Linked DNA regions of Canis lupus: region 1 is linked to region 2. The links are chromatin contacts, called in public Hi-C maps. All regions are on one chromosome and are shown on one strand. Each heading gives the region's core, a stretch centred on a gene start, on an enhancer-like site or on the middle of the called end of the contact. The rest is flanking DNA. Distances are from core to core; before and after follow the strand shown. Region 1 overlaps PLEKHA1 (pleckstrin homology domain-containing family A member 1). Region 2 overlaps BTBD16 (BTB/POZ domain-containing protein 16).

The links. Hi-C and Micro-C count contacts between places; a contact is called where the count stands out from the background.
Region 1: a contact with region 2 is called in a Hi-C map of skin fibroblasts, with 2.7 times the contacts expected there. The contact joins two enhancer-like sites. A contact is called at or near these places in 5 of 9 Hi-C or Micro-C datasets (amygdala, blood, liver and 1 more).

The regions. Positions count from the first base shown.
Region 1 is chr28:32,372,584-32,375,283 of UU_Cfam_GSD_1.0, forward strand. It overlaps PLEKHA1 (pleckstrin homology domain-containing family A member 1), which reads left to right. Exons shown (of 12, transcript XM_038578998.1): 12 at 1,113-2,700. The coding sequence ends at 1,427. Among named protein-coding and RNA genes, the nearest start is that of HTRA1, 25 kb to the right of the region's middle. Within about 2 kb of position 1,393, at least 4 of the 20 cell types and tissues checked have an H3K27ac peak or open chromatin away from gene starts, as enhancers often do.
Region 2 is chr28:32,297,343-32,300,042 of UU_Cfam_GSD_1.0, forward strand. It overlaps BTBD16 (BTB/POZ domain-containing protein 16), which reads left to right. Exons shown (of 16, transcript XM_038578994.1): 16 at 917-2,700. The coding sequence ends at 964. Among named protein-coding and RNA genes, the nearest start is that of PLEKHA1, 21 kb to the right of the region's middle. Within about 2 kb of position 1,414, at least 3 of the 20 cell types and tissues checked have an H3K27ac peak or open chromatin away from gene starts, as enhancers often do.

The DNA.
Region 1 (2,700 bases), core at 143-2,642, 75 kb after region 2:
AGACACAGGCAGAGGGAGAAGCAGGCTCCATGCACCGGGAGCCTGATGTGGGATTCGATCCCGGATCCCGGGTCTCCAGGATCGCGCCCTGGGCCAAAGGCAGGCGCCAAACCACTGCGCCACCCAGGGATCCCCGAAATTTTTTATATATACCACTTAACTGCACCCTTGTTCTAATAATATATGCAAACTCATGCATGCATATTACAGTGGATAAACTATATTACTATAGCTTGCATGGCATTTTAAATCTCAGGTGAAATTTAGCCAGCTCCTGGGAATCTATAGTGTTTTGTCAATTTGTAGTACTTTGTTTTCAAAGCCGCTAGTATCATACATGAACACAGTATACTAGGAACTATATGGCAATGCATTTGGAATGGTCATATTTAAGGATATCTTCAGCCAGAAGCGAATGAAATAAAGATTCGCACCTGATAGTTACTTCACCACAGTTTTAATAAGTGATTAAATATGTACCCTTTGCTCCCTTTAGAATCTTTAACCATATGAATGTATAACATATTCAAAACTAAATAAACCTAATGAAGGCAGCAGTGAAAAGACTTCACTGTTAATTGGTTGCAGCAAAATTCAGGGATGAAAAACTAAGTTTGTCAGACTGCCAGACACAATAGTAGGTTACAAAAATAGTGAGTTCCACTTATTAAAGAAATACGGCCTTTCCTTTTGATATTCTGCATTTTTATTTTTATTTTTTTATCTTCCGAAAATACGTGGGATGATCCCTAGCATTGATTGAGAATATACCCTTAAATAGAATGGCAGAGCTGGTTCCCTTGCAGTTGGAGCACTGCATTCCAGTTTAGGCTGGCCTGAGTCTTCAAGTGGCAAAGCTTTGGTGACAGAACTGGTTTCTTAGTGGAAATGGTTGTTGACTGTCATTGCTTTAACCTCACTCCTAAAAATGCATTGCTTTGGGGAAGAACTTGCACATGTATGCTGCATGGCTCTTGCTTCTGCTCTGTGGTGTGTGTGTGTGTGTGTGTGTGTGTGTGTTTTGTTTGTTTTTCAGAGAATAAAGTCTCACACTGAGTTACTAACTTTGTTGTTAATGTTTGACTGTGTCTGACCACCACTCGTCTTTGCAGGAGCATTCCAGCTGTCCTTCAGAACCCAAGCACACTTTCCGCTCTGCCAGTGCAACAGCCGCCACCTCACATTCCACAGCCTCTCGCAGCAACTCTTTGGTCTCAAGCTTTACCATGGAGAAGCGAGGATTTTACGAATCTCTTGCCAAGGTCAAGCCAGGGAACTTCAAGGTCCAGACTGTCTCTCCAAGAGAACCAGCTTCCAAAGTGACTGAACAAGCTTTGCTAAAACCTCAAAGTAAAAATGGCCCTCAGGATAGAGACTGTGACCCAGTGGACTTGGATGACGCGAGCCTTCCGGTCAGTGACGTGTGAGACGGAAGCGCGTGGAGCCTTGCCTGCCTCCTCGGCCCTTCTAGCCAAAGATGATAAAGGATGAAATGGTTTTTAATACATATATTATACTGCCTCTTTGATGTACTCTTTATAAGCTGATAAACCAAGAATCTAGGGAGTGGCCAAACTAAATGTAATTTCTTTAAAAAAAAATGAAAAACAATGAACGAATGCAAGAAAAAAACCTAAGTGTTTCAGTATCAACTGTCTGAGGCTTTGTGTGCTCTCTTTTGGGTGATAAAAATGTGTGTGGTATTTTTTCCTAGTGAATTTGACAATTGTTTAACAACTTAAAACATTAAAAATGCTTATTAATTATTTTGGTTGTTTTTAAAATGCTTAGACTTCCTCTTAGATGCTTGATATTTACATATTCTTACTGGTTAATATTATTGAATGAAATATTGTCAGACTAAGATATCTAAAATCATGATGTCTGTGGTGCTGTAAAATTTATACTACAATGTGGACAATTTGGAAACGATAACCATTTTTGATGCTCTGGATCTCAAGGTGGGTGGCAGGTGTTATGTAGAGGGTATCATTGGACCTGTTAGTGAGGGTTGTAGGTTGCATGGGGTTGGAAATTAGAACTCACACAACCATGTCTTGGATGTGTGTTTGAACAAACTTAGGACTTGGAGCAGTCTTTGCTTTATGAAACAGTTAAAGTGATTTGGTATGAAATTTCTGGGAGAGATCTGATTTTCATATCAAGGTTTTATAAATAGTTCTTATTTCTATATTTGGATCAGTGAAAGACCTCAAGTTTATATGTAAAGACATACTGCCCTTGGCCATGTGATTGCAGCCTCTCCTTTTTGTCACTAATTAACCTATATTCAAGTGCCTGTGTCTTCTCATCTAGTTGGAGAATGTCGTTGGATTAATGTGCTCAAAAGTCCTACATGATTGGTTTTAAACATTGGGGTAAAATTAATTTTCAGTACCATAGTTTAATGTGCTAATTGAGATATCCTTTTATGTTGGAGATGCCAGAATGCGTTTATTCTACTACCCGTGCAATATATATGTTGTAAAATACAAATTTGAGTATACATTTAGTCACTGGGATATCATAAATGTAAGCACCACTCTAAAAAACCCGTAGTTTCAAGTGTCTGAATAATAGACCAGTTTGAAGTATCATTTTTATGGTTGAGTCTTAAACATTTGCTTTAAGAAAATAGTCTTGAATTTCACATGCTGCTATTTTTATGATATTTTGCCATCCTACTGTGCTGTTTTGTTT
Region 2 (2,700 bases), core at 164-2,663:
CTGGCCCCGGGGCTTGCTTTGCAATGGAATGTGGCAGAAGGAACCTTGAATGTGTTCGGAAGTCTGCACAGAAGGTTCCTTTGGGAACCCCGAGACCAGACCATGGGGCAACCCCAAAACAGCCTGCTGGAGGCTGCTAAACCAAGTAGAAGAGAACCCAGGGCCTCGGCCCACTGGGAGCATCCAGCAGCCAGATGTGTGAATGAAGCCACTTGGAACCTCCCAGCCCAGTGGCCCCTCCAATGACTGACTCCAGAAGGGAATCACACTGCAAAAATTTTCTCCAGCCAATCCTCAGAATCACAAGAAATAATTAATTCTTTTCTTAAGCCACTAAGTTTTGGGGGCACTTTGTCACCCCACAAGAGATACTGAAATACATACCCTTTTGATGAAACAAACGCATTTTAGGTATTTATACCAAAAACAAAAACAAAAAGATAACCAATGATTTAGTTACAAAGGTGCTCTGTGAAGCATTGTTTACGATACAAAATATGAGCATGATCTTAGATTATCCAACAGCAGGAATTAGATAGAATATTATACAATCATTACAAGGTTATTATTGAGGGGCACCTGGGTGGCCCATTTGGTTGAGCAGCTGAATCCTGATTTCGGCTCTGGTCATGGGATCAAGCCCCACATTGGGCTCCACATACGGAGTCTGCTGGAGGATTCTCTGTCTACGTCTCTCTCTGCCCCTCCCTGCTGCTCACGTACTCTCTCTCTCAAATCTTTAAAAAAGTTAGTATTGAGGTATCTTAATGGCAAGATTTCCAGAATTACTATTAATTAGAAAAACAAAATTTCTAAAAGTTATCCACGATCCCATTGGATTATGTGTATTTTAATTACATTTTGAGATGAAATCGGTGGGTCTAATTGATGTGCAACTTCAATTTGATATTGTTAGATTGCTCTCGAAGATGGATGTCACAGTTTCTCTTCCCACCAGCAGTGATGAGCCTTTCTGCTTCTCCGTGTCCCGGTCACGTCTCCCGGCCACCTGCTGACACACGTGAGAGGCAGGTCTGTCCACTCTCGGAGCCGATGTAAGTTAGAGCAAAGGTAGCTCCAACCTTGACTTCACTGAACAGGATTTCCTGGTTTCTCGGCCACCCAGAGACACCTTCCCCTGACCCATTTCTCACCCAAATAAAGGGGCCTGATTTACTCCTGGACTCCCTTCCAGAGAAGGAACATTCAGGTGCATCATGAAAAACCAGCAGGAAGCCAGGCGTCATGCCAGTGGGATGGGACTGCGGCTGGCAGCGGGGGAGTTGTCATGTGTCGACCCGGCACACCAGAAAAGGCTCAGTGAGTCTCGAACACAGTGATTAACTTCTCTTTAATCTCTGCATCACTGAGCAGCCCGGCCAACTGCTTAGCTTCCCCGGCAAGCTCTGCATGAGTCACTGATGTCTTACTGTGGATGTCCTACTGTGGCCTGAGCACATTGCATTTCAGGCAGGTGTGACTGTTCCTTTATGTGCCCTTGAGATACCCAGGGAATGAATAATGCCTGCTGTTCCCCTCCGACACTAACTAAATATTGAATCGACAATGCCTTTTTTTTTTTTTAAACAAAATAATATTGCTCTGGAGTCTTTTTTCTGCTCCATTTCTTTTCTTTTTTCCTGGCCACTGAATCAAGGCTGACAGTCCCTGGGATGTGGGGCAGCTCCTTAAGTAATAGGAAGTTTATTGACTCATGGGTTAATTGAGAAAATCATTTACCAAACCATATGTGGGCATGCTGTGCTAGCAACCCTTGAACTGCCATAAAGACTGGGACCCAGCTGTGGCCTGCTTAGCTCTTTCTTCTAATGTGGGTCAGTCCTTGAACTAGGACAGTCTGCAGGTGTTCCCTTTGTGCTCAGATAGACACTCAACTCTTAGCCCTCGAAAGAAAGAAGTCAGAACAAAGGCCTGCTTGGGCATGTTGGGGCACAGAAATCGGGGAGAGAAAACCCAAACCTTTATCGTGTAGCAGCTGCCTTGTACTCCTCTGACCGTATTATACAATCTGTTACATTCAATTAGAATCACAGAGATCCTGCCTCCCTTCCCTACGATGCTCTAGCTGTGTGTCTTTCAGCAAATCGCCTAACCTCTCTGAGCCTCTGTTTCTCATCCTCTCGGGGCCATTGTGAAGACGAAATGAGGTGAGGAATGGGGATGTGCGGTAGGCAGAATAATGACCCCAGACACACCCAGGTCCCAGGCTCCAGAACCTGTGAGCGTTCCCTCATGTGGCAAGAGGGTGTGATTAAATTAAGGATTTTGAGCTGGGAGGGGATTATCCTGGATTCTCTGGGTTGATCCGGGATAATCACGGGGATCCTTCTAAGAGAGAGGCAGCAGAGGGGATGAGGCCATATAAGCAGAGACTGGAGGGATGTGACCCCGAGCCACGGAATGTCAGCACTTTCTGGAAGCTATGGGAGGCCAGGGACAGATTCGCCTCCAGGGCCCCTCCAACACCTTGACTCAGTGACACCTGAGCCCAGTGGGACGGATTTCACACTCTCGGCTTCCAGAACTGTAAGAGAATGTGTTTTAGGCCACTAAGTCGTGGTCATGTGTTACAGCAGCCAGGAGAAACTAATACGGGATGATGTGTGAATATAAAATCCTGCACACGTGGACAGATTTGCTGCGAGGTAGCCGGAGCCAGGTGAGGACAAAACGCGGAGG